Linked DNA regions of Hordeum vulgare: region 1 is linked to region 2. The links are chromatin contacts, called in public Hi-C maps. All regions are on one chromosome and are shown on one strand. The core of a region is the stretch at or near the end of the contact, and the rest is flanking DNA. Distances in the headings are between cores, read along the strand shown. Region 1 has its middle 46 kb from the start of LOC123405781. Region 2 holds the start of LOC123406209 (eukaryotic translation initiation factor 3 subunit G).

Region 1 (4,974 bases), core at 2,364-4,863, 100 kb after region 2:
TCTACGCATGAACCTAGCTCATGATGCCACTGATGGGGAACGTAGCATGGGAAACAAAAAATTTCCTACCACACGCAATACCTATCATGGTGATGTTCATCTACGAGAGGAGATTTCCGATCTACGTACCCTTGTAGATCGCACAGCAGTAAGCGTTTAAGAAACGCGAACGATGTAGTGGAACAACTTGTGTGATTCAGATCACCATAGTCGTACACTCCATCCCACGATCTCATAACGATCCGTCCCGTGAACTTCATCGCGATCCGTCCCGCGATCTCATCATGATCCTTCCAGATCTAGTGCCGAACGGACGGCACCTCCGTGTTCAGCACACGTACAGCGCGACGATGATCTCGGCCTTCTTGATCCAGCAAGAGAGACGGAGAGGTAGATGAGTTCTCCAGCAGCGTGACGGTGCTCCGGAGGTTGGTGGTGATCTATTCCAGCAGGGCTCCGCCCGAGCTCCGCAGAAATACGATCTAGAGGGAAATCTACGAAGTAGAGGTGTCGGGATGCACGTGGCAAAAGTTGTGTCAAAAACACCCGAGACCTTCAGTATATAAAGGAAGAGGGGAGGGACCTTGCCTTGAGGCTCAAGGGAGACTCAAGGGTTCGGCCGAAGGGGGGAGGAGGAGTCCCCCTCCAATTCGGTTTGGGGGGAGGAGTCCTCCTCTTTTGTCCCACCTCCTCTCATTTTTTTTCTTTTCTCTCTTGTTGGTTTTTTTCTTCCTATGCAAGGGCCCTCTTGGGCTTGCCCACCAGCCCACTAAGAGCTGGTGTGCCCCCACAAAGCCTTTGGGCTTCTTCCCGGTTGGGTGGGCCCCTCCCGGTAGAACTCCGGAACCCATTCGTCATTCCCGGTACGATGCCCGTAATGCCCGAAAACTTTCCGGTAACCAAATGAGACAAACCTATATATCAATCTTCATTTCCGGACCATTCCGGAAACCCTCGTGACGTCCGTGATCCCATCTGGGACTCCGAACAACATTCGGTAACCAACCATATAACTCAAATACGCATAAAACATCGCCGAACCTTAAGTGTGCAGACCATGCGGGTTCGAGAACTATGTAGACATGACCCAAGTGACTCCTCGGTCAATATCCAATAGCGGGACTTGGATGCCCATATTGGATCCTAAATATTCTCCGAAGATCTTATCGGTTGAACCTCAGTGCCAAGGATTCATATAATCCTGTATGTCATTCCCTTTGTCCTTCGGTATGTTACTTGCCCGAGATTCGATCGTCGGTATCCGCATACCTATTTCAGTCTCGTTTACCGGCAAGTCTCTTTACTCGTTCCGTAATACAAGATCCCGTGAATTACACTAAGTCACATTGCTTGCAAGGCTTGTGTGTGATGTTGTATTACCGAGTGGGCCTCGAGATACCTCTCCGTCACACGGAGTGACAAATCCCAGTCTTGATCCATACTAACTCAACGGACACCTTCGGAGATACCTGTAGAGCATCTTTATAGTCACCCAGTTACGTTGTGACGTTTGATACACACAAGGTATTCCTCCGGTGCCAGTGAGTTATATGATCTCATGGTCATAGGAATAAATACTTGACACGCAGAAAAACAGTAGTAAGAAAATGACACGATCAACATGCTACGTTCATTAGTTTGGGTCTAGTCCATCACATGATTCTCCTAATGATGTGATCCCGTTATCAAGTGACAACACTTGCCTATGGTCAGGAAACCTTGACCATCTTTGATCAACGAGCTAGTCAACTAGAGGCTTACTAGGGATAGTGTTTTGTCTATGTATCCACACAAGTATTGTGTTTCCAATCAATACAATTATAGCATGGATAATAAACGATTATCATGAACAAAGAAATATAATAATAACTAATTTATTATTGTATCTAGTGCATATTTCCAACAAGTATTATCCCAATAACACATTCAACTTAATTCCTACAAGGTGCTCTCAATTCTCATGTTCTATTCTTTATCCCTTGCTCCACTCTTTGTTGACTTTGCTCATTTTTCACCATTGATATCTCCGTTGATCTCAATCAACTCGTTCGGTCAAAGATGTGCGCGAGTTGCATTAGGTACCTTCTCATATTTTAAATTAAAACCGTAGTTGCATCCTTGATGGTTATGTTTGGGTGTTCCTCGCTAGATTAGAGACTCTATGAGCTCCTTTCGTGGTCGATGTTGTCTTGTCGCCGTTGTGGCTCTCCTTAGTGTTGCTCATCCTACCCCCCTCCCTAGATGCTCTTCAAAATATCATTGCATGCTCGATGTAAGCTATTTGTTCCCCTTTTTACCCCCCCCCCCCCCTCCCCACGCACCGGCTTTGCGAGAGGAGTGTCTCGACTAAATCTACACCAATTGCTCCAGATTTTTTTCTTTTAGTTTGTGGCATCAATAAATACTTGCTTTACTCTACTCTCCTCATAAGATTTGATCAGTCAAATCCTAATCCCCCCACCCTGTGAGTCCCTTCAAGACCTCGCATTTGCTTTCCTCCCTATGCTAAGAGTATGATCTTCACTCTTTTAGTTAGAATACCCCCAACCATAATTTTGTTCTTTCCTCTCGTCATGCGATGGATAAAAGCCTTACTACTTCATTTGACAACTTGTAGTTTGTCTGAAGGCCACAATCTTCTTCTACTATGGAGGTGGCTTTGACATAGTAAGTAGGAAGACGACAATCCCTTTACCATGAGGGTTTTGATATCTTCCTTCTTTTCATTGTTAGAACATGGAGTTCACCATTCGTTCTGGCTCCATCTGCCCCTCTTTGCCACCTTTCATGATGAATTCTACTAAATTCTGTTGTTCAATTTTTAAAGAGGGGGCTCAAGCCTGTTGAAGCACCCCCTTTAGATTCGCCACTCGCTTATGCGATGGTGTTCACGCCTCGTCGTCGACGGAAACGTTTCCTTCCACTGAAAGCGTATCGCCAAAAATCCTGAAATAAATCCAGAAATAATACAAGCAACATGACTTGAGCCATCATGGGCTGGGGATACCATTGTCCATCTAACCATCTAACCACAGGTTAGTTTGCGTGCTCGGAGTTGGGCGACGAGTACATTTGGCGACATGTAGCAGGTGAACGATGCCACCGACATGGAAGCTCGAGTTGGCTTTCTTCCTCGCAACGTGCTGCCCAAGTCACGCCGGCCTTTCCTCGCCGAAGACCCTAAAGAAAATACTTACTACGTCGTGCAAGGGGCTGGTTGTAATTCCTATTGTTCTTGGAGGCCTTGGCTGTAACGTGCGTTGCACCTCCCCGTGCACTGGGGTCTTCGCTCGACATGACATGATGAGCTAGCTTTTCCCACTGCACCCCCGCTGCCCCTGCCATGTGGGTCCGGGCGAGCGGGCGGGCTCCTGCCGATCAAAGAGCTAGCGCGCCCGTTCCCCTTGTCCATGTGTGCCGAATCGAGTTCACATCCGGTCCATCATCACCAGCAGCATCAGCATCATACTGAAATCATCATCTTTTTTTTGCCCCCACGCTTAGCGGGGAAAAGGCATGTGCTGATGGTATATGCGCATGCATGAGCACCAAGCCTAGGCTGTGCGCACTGGCCGGCCCCACCTCTCCCTCCCTCTTTATACCATAAAATTGAAAAGGACGGCGAGCCATCATCCGCTGGCCACGGCCACTGTTTAGAACTACTACATGCGTGCAGTGCAGTGCAGTTTGGGATGGAATTTCAGGGGAAGCGGCAGCCATATATATGTGCCTAGTACAACTTTATGTCTCTACGTGTATAGGGGGTATAGGGCCCATGCCCCCGATGATGCATCGGCAAAGCGTGCTCGTACTGTATCCGGCACAACCATGTCGTATACTGTATGTATGTATGTATGTATGTATGGTGATGGTAGCTCCGTATATACTGTATCACAGAAGGAACGTAACGTAGAGCCTTTTGCTTCCGTCTGCTTTGGATATGGAGCTGTATTTTACTATCAATCAGTACCTTGCATTGCATGTGGTACGTATACGTACGTACGGGGCTACTCATGTACATGCATGTATCTACATTGTGCATGATGGCCTGATGGGCGTTAATAGTATCCTGTCTCTGAAATCTGAATGATTAAGCGATCAATCGAAGACATTCTTAAAAGTCACTCAGCGAACAAGTGCATGTCAGTGCTGCACGCGGATTCCGAGGTCAATTAGGGCGCCCTACCAAATGAACCCATGCTGTCTGAATCGCCGTGCGCATGCATGCATGCACTGTCAGAGCCCCGTAACTCGCACGCCGTGTGGTAATTAGCTACTCAGAGAAGATCAAATCACACCCATGTCTTATGCACCAAGCGAGTGAGCCCAACTTTTTTCCGGTCATCTTTTTATTTTATTTTTGCTTTGTATCTATCTATCTTTCTTTCTTTCTTTCAGAGAAACGGCAGGTCGAGCGTGCGTAATTATTGGAGAAAGGTGAAAAAAAGGCGAGCCGGGCACGCATATGATTCACGTAAGCATCAATGATTTAAAGGGCGCCCCGGCTCCGCTCGTGGTTTATACACGCATAATTTCACTAGCCTTTTCCACGTCTCCTTGAAGGAATAACACCAGCTTTCTTTCCCTTGGGTGGATGGCAACTTTGGTGGTGAAATCATGCCACCCTCCTCCCTCCGTGCCATGGGATGCAAGCAAAGTAGTAGCACCATAGCAGAGAGAGAGGAAGAAAAAGGAAGCGGGTATGGATTGGGTTTGGGGGGCACCCACTTTCGCTTTGCTTAAGTTACCATGCATCTCCCACAACTCAAAGCGCGGCATCATGAGGAATCATCACCGCATCTGCGTATGCATCTGCAACGACGATCATCGATCGAGTGCGTGCCCGTGCGCGCGTCGACCGACCGATTCGATCGATCGATCAATCCTTGGCTTGAAGAAACGAGCAAAGTTGGTGCAAAGGTGAAAGCGTAAGAGAACGCATCATGGCCAACCACACCACACCACACCCAACCT
Region 2 (4,631 bases), core at 40-2,539:
CAAAAAGTTGAGATAACAAAATTCTACAACATCATTTGTGTTGCACATGTCCTTCCGCAACGAAACTCATATTTCAAAAGAGTTCAGACAAAAAAACTCCGCAAGAGAACCTCTGTTGCAATATTTCTGCAATAGAAGGTCTATGGCAATGGTGAGGAAGGGGCCGGGCTGTTGGATGGACCCGATTAAGGGTCAGTTCTTTTGCGGCTTCTAGCAGCTTATTGTCAAAATAGGATAGAAGCTCAAAAGAACTCGGTTTGGAGAAGCTAGCTTAGCTTATTTCCATCTCCATCTCCCTCACAATGAAAAAAAGCTGGGGAAGGGTAGCTTCCCGCAGCTTCCCACAGCTTCTCACTTAAAAACGAAAGGCTATAGCTTGTTGCCATTGTTGTTTGCACATTCTACAGGAAAAATGCCACCGCCCAGCCCTATCGTCACACCCCCAATCCCCCCCGAGAAAAATGATTCGTTCGTCCTCTCGCTTGCTCGTCTCGCACAGGAGAGGCCTCCCACCGACAGAGAAACTAGGGTTCCTCCCTAGGCCGGCAGCCGCCGTTGGTCACCATCGATCCCGTCCCTCCCTCCGGCGCCGCCAAGATGGGCAACGGGTTGGCATCACCCGCCGCCGCACCTCCCTCTCGCGCCTCCCTAAGCAACCCTTGTTCTCCATCTGCTTGCAGCATTTTGGATTGCTCCGGTCGACGACCCACTCTAGCAGCCGCAGACATGGATCTCTTCTCTGGCGCCACTGCATCTCTCTCTGGTGCCCTACCCCGCCACGAAAGCAACAACATCCTTCATGCAAGAGCAGCAACTCGTCGGAGCAAAGGCTCCTCTGCCTTTTCTCCCCACAAATTTTTTCTTTCCCTCTTTAGATTAGATGTACTCCGTGATGTGATGCTGTGAGAGTGAATATCGTTTAATCAGACAACATTAGACTTCAAGGGCACTATAGACTTTTCATTGGCTATACCACAGATAAGCTGAATAAAGAAACATTAAAAAGAACTGGCTGACTTATTATTTGGAGCTTATTTTCACTGGTCCTTATTTGGGGCTTATTTTCATAAAAGCTTATTTCCACAACATAGCTCAAAAGAACTGGGCCTAAACGGATGCAGAGGGGGCGGATCTTGTAAAAAGATTTGTCGATCCACGTGTCGTGTTTTTTAGAAGAAAGCAGATTTATTTTTTCGAGCGAACGTGCTACCAGATGGTCCCGATCCAACAAGGCCCACCCGCATCTAAAAAAAAAGGCCCACCTGCACGCGTGTTGGATCTTCAGCCGCGGCCTTCCTCACTTGCTTCCGAAGCCCAACAACCGCATCCTCCGAACAAAATCATCCAGAAACTAATCCGAGCCACACATCCCCATTCCACAACCAAGCTAGAGCGCCCGTCTCCTCCCCCCCCCACGCCGCCGCACCCCCGAACCCTAGCGCCCCAGCGAGCGAGCGAGCGACAGCCATGCCGGCGGACGCCAAGATCCGGTGGGGGGAGCTCGAGGAGGACGACGGGGGCGACCTCGACTTCCTGCTGCCGCCGCGGGTCGTCATCGGGCCCGACGAGAACGGCTTCAAGAAGACGATCGAGTACCGCTTCGACGACGACGGCAACAAGGTCAAGGTCACCACCACCACCCGCGTCCGCAAGCTCGCGCGCGCGCGCCTCTCCAAGGCCGCCGTCGAGCGCCGCTCCTGGGGCAAGTTCGGCGACGCCGCCAGCGGCGACGACGCCTCCGCGCGTCTCACCGTCGTCTCCACCGAGGAGATCCTCCTCGAGCGCCCGCGCGCCCCAGGTCCGTCGCCGATCCGCGTCTCTTTCGAATCAGTTGTTGTGTCGTTAGGCACCCTATTTCTGTGGATTGCTGTTATCCCGTGTAGCATTATAGAGTCAAAACTGGGGATCCACGTGAACTGGTGTTGATCCAGTGAGAAGTCTATATTCGGTCAGGTGGCTGCGTTATGTTTGGGGATTACATGTACATCTAGGAAATGTACACGTGTATTGTATAACATTTCTAATTGGCAGGTTTACTGGAAGGACATTAAGAGGTAGATATTGGGAGGAGAGGAAATAGATCGGTAGCTATGATATAGTAGTATTGAACATCTGTTTCCCAAAGTTTTTTGATAGAAGTGTTTTGAAGGCTTGAAGCAATGCTGGTATTGTTAAGTGGGGGCACAATACTAGTTTTGCAAATCAGCCATAAAGAATCAGAATGCAGGTGATTGAACCCCGGGCCCATGGAATTTGAGGCTGCAGTTCTAATGAACTGCTGATTTTGGAGCGCAAAGAATTATAATTTGAATACATTACTGTCATCAGAGAGCGACTCCATTCTCCTCATTCCAATTTCCTATGATGTGGTGATTATGTTTACCAAAAACCAAAATTAACCTGTGTGTTTTGTTTTAGATTACTGTCTGGATAAGGTCTGGTGGCTGTGCTATATTTAGTGGTTACATGTACATCTAGGAAATACTCCCTCCGTCCCATAATATAAGAGTCTTTTTGACACTACACTAGTGTTAAAAACGCTCTTATATTATGGGACGGAGGGTGTACATGTCTATAGTAACATTTCTAATTGGTAGGTTACTGGAAGGGCAATAAGAGGTAGATATTATAAGGACATTAAATAGATTGGTAGCTGTGATGTAGTAGCGAGCAGTTCTACCCAAGTTTTCCAATTGATGTGTTTTGAAGCAATGCTGGTATTCAAAGAATACAGTTTCCTAAACTGCTACAAAAAATCAGTTATACATTAAGAGAAGCCGCAGCGATAACTGTTTTCTGTTTTGGTTAGGCGGGTGATTGAAGTATGTTGTGTCCAGGCACAAGTAGAATGCCGGATAATGGTATTACCAGTTGCAGTTCTAATGCTTTGCTGGTTTCGGAGTGCACAAGGATTATAATTTGATTACGTTACCGTCATCAGAGAGCAAGCCCTTTCTCCTCAGTCAAATTTCCTGTAGCACAGTTATCAATGTTCAAAAAAGCAAAAAGCGCAAGCGAAGTGGAAGGTCACAGCTTAGAGCAATGGGCGCTTAAGTGCAGCTTAACCGTGGTTCAGCGTTTTTTGATATTGGCTAGAATTTGACAGATTTTGAATAATATACACAGGAAAATAGGAAACATGGCACATGTGTCATGGAATAGCATCTAAAATACAGTTCACACCATATCGAATACACATCACAACTAAAATGCATTTCAGTTCAAATAGTCCTACCCTAATAGAGATCATAGTGCCATAATTTTGCCAGCATACGAAGGAAATAGTTCCCAAGCAGAGCCTAATAATAAGATAAATGGCATATCGCCATTATTGCGCAGGCAGACAAGCAAAAGTAGTTAAAAAACAGTCAAATTCTGTCCTTTTTTAAAAAAAAACCTGCTTAATCTACTACTTAGGGAAAAAGCAAAGCGCTTTGCCATTGCTCAGCGCTTAAGCCTCGCTAAAATGCTTTCTTGAACAGTGGCAGTGATTATGTTTACCAAAAACCCCAAATTAACTCTCTGCATTTTGTTTTAGATGATCTCTAGATTTAGGTGATCATATAGATATCCTATTACTTCAGTCCAGTTAATGGACGATGTGGTTGACCAGGTTAAACATTTGTTTGTAATGACACACTGGTTCTACGACATGTTAACTAATTATTCTTTCTTCCACAGACCACCCAAATCTAACCATGTATTAATGCATTATTGTCCCATGGATGTTGTATGTTGATTACTCTATTTTGACATCACTTCCGCTCAAACATTAACATGGACAATAAAAACACTGATACTAATTCTGTGCATCTGCTACAAAAATTCAGAATGCTGGTGATTGAAGTATGTTGCTTGCAGGTCCATGTAGAATCCTGATTATTGCATTTCCAGTTACAGTTTTAATGCATTGTTGGTTTTTTTAATACAAGAATTATATTTTGCATACATATGTATCACCTGAGAGTGCCCCCATTCTCCTCATTGCAATTTCCTGTGATGCGGTGATTATGTTTACCAAAAAACAAAATTAACTTTCTGCTTTTTGTAATAGATGCTTTTCTGATCTAGATGATCATATATCTTAGTTAATGGAGGGTGCAGTTGAGTATGTTAAAGATTTGTTTGTTAAGTACTCCCTCGTCCGGAATTATTTGTCGCAAAAATGAATAGAAATGGATGTATCTAGAACTAAAATACATCTAGATACATCCATTCCCTGGATAAGTATTTTCGGACGGAGGGAGTATATAGCACACTGGTTCTGGGGCATGCTAACTTGTCTTTCTTCCGTAGCCCACCCAAATCTAACCTTTGCAGTATTGTGCCTTGGATGTTGTACGTCTGTTCTTTATCCATTACTTGTGCTCTGCTCAAAATGTAACATGGATCTTCTTAACGTTACTAATAGCTGACTTTGCTTTATCTTTGTGCCCTTATTTTTAACACTTCATTTAATTGTAGGGAGCAAAGCTGATGAACCAAGTGCTTCTGGTGATCCACTGGCAATGGCAAGCAAGGGAGGTGCTGTTCTCATGGTTTGCAGAACCTGCGGTAAGAAGGGTGACCACTGGACCTCAAAGTGCCCCTACAAGGACCTCGCTCCACCAACCGACGCATCGGACACGCCT

Evidence for each region. A called contact is a pair of places that touch in the nucleus more often than the background predicts.
Region 1: a contact with region 2 is called in a Hi-C map of leaf, with 3 times the contacts expected there. The contact joins the enhancer-like site here to the promoter of LOC123406209 in region 2. A contact is called at or near these places in 2 of 6 Hi-C or Micro-C datasets (leaf and seedling).

The regions. Positions count from the first base shown.
Region 1 is chr6H:533,649,983-533,654,956 of MorexV3_pseudomolecules_assembly, forward strand. No RefSeq gene overlaps it. Among protein-coding and RNA genes, the nearest start is that of LOC123405781, 46 kb to the left of the region's middle. Within about 2 kb of position 3,614, at least 2 of the 3 cell types and tissues checked have open chromatin away from gene starts, as enhancers often do. A contact at or near this core is called in leaf, where this site is marked.
Region 2 is chr6H:533,550,342-533,554,972 of MorexV3_pseudomolecules_assembly, forward strand. LOC123406209 (eukaryotic translation initiation factor 3 subunit G) reads left to right here and starts at 1,290. Exons shown (of 2, transcript XM_045099684.1): 1 at 1,290-1,798; 2 at 4,465-4,631. The coding sequence starts at 1,468.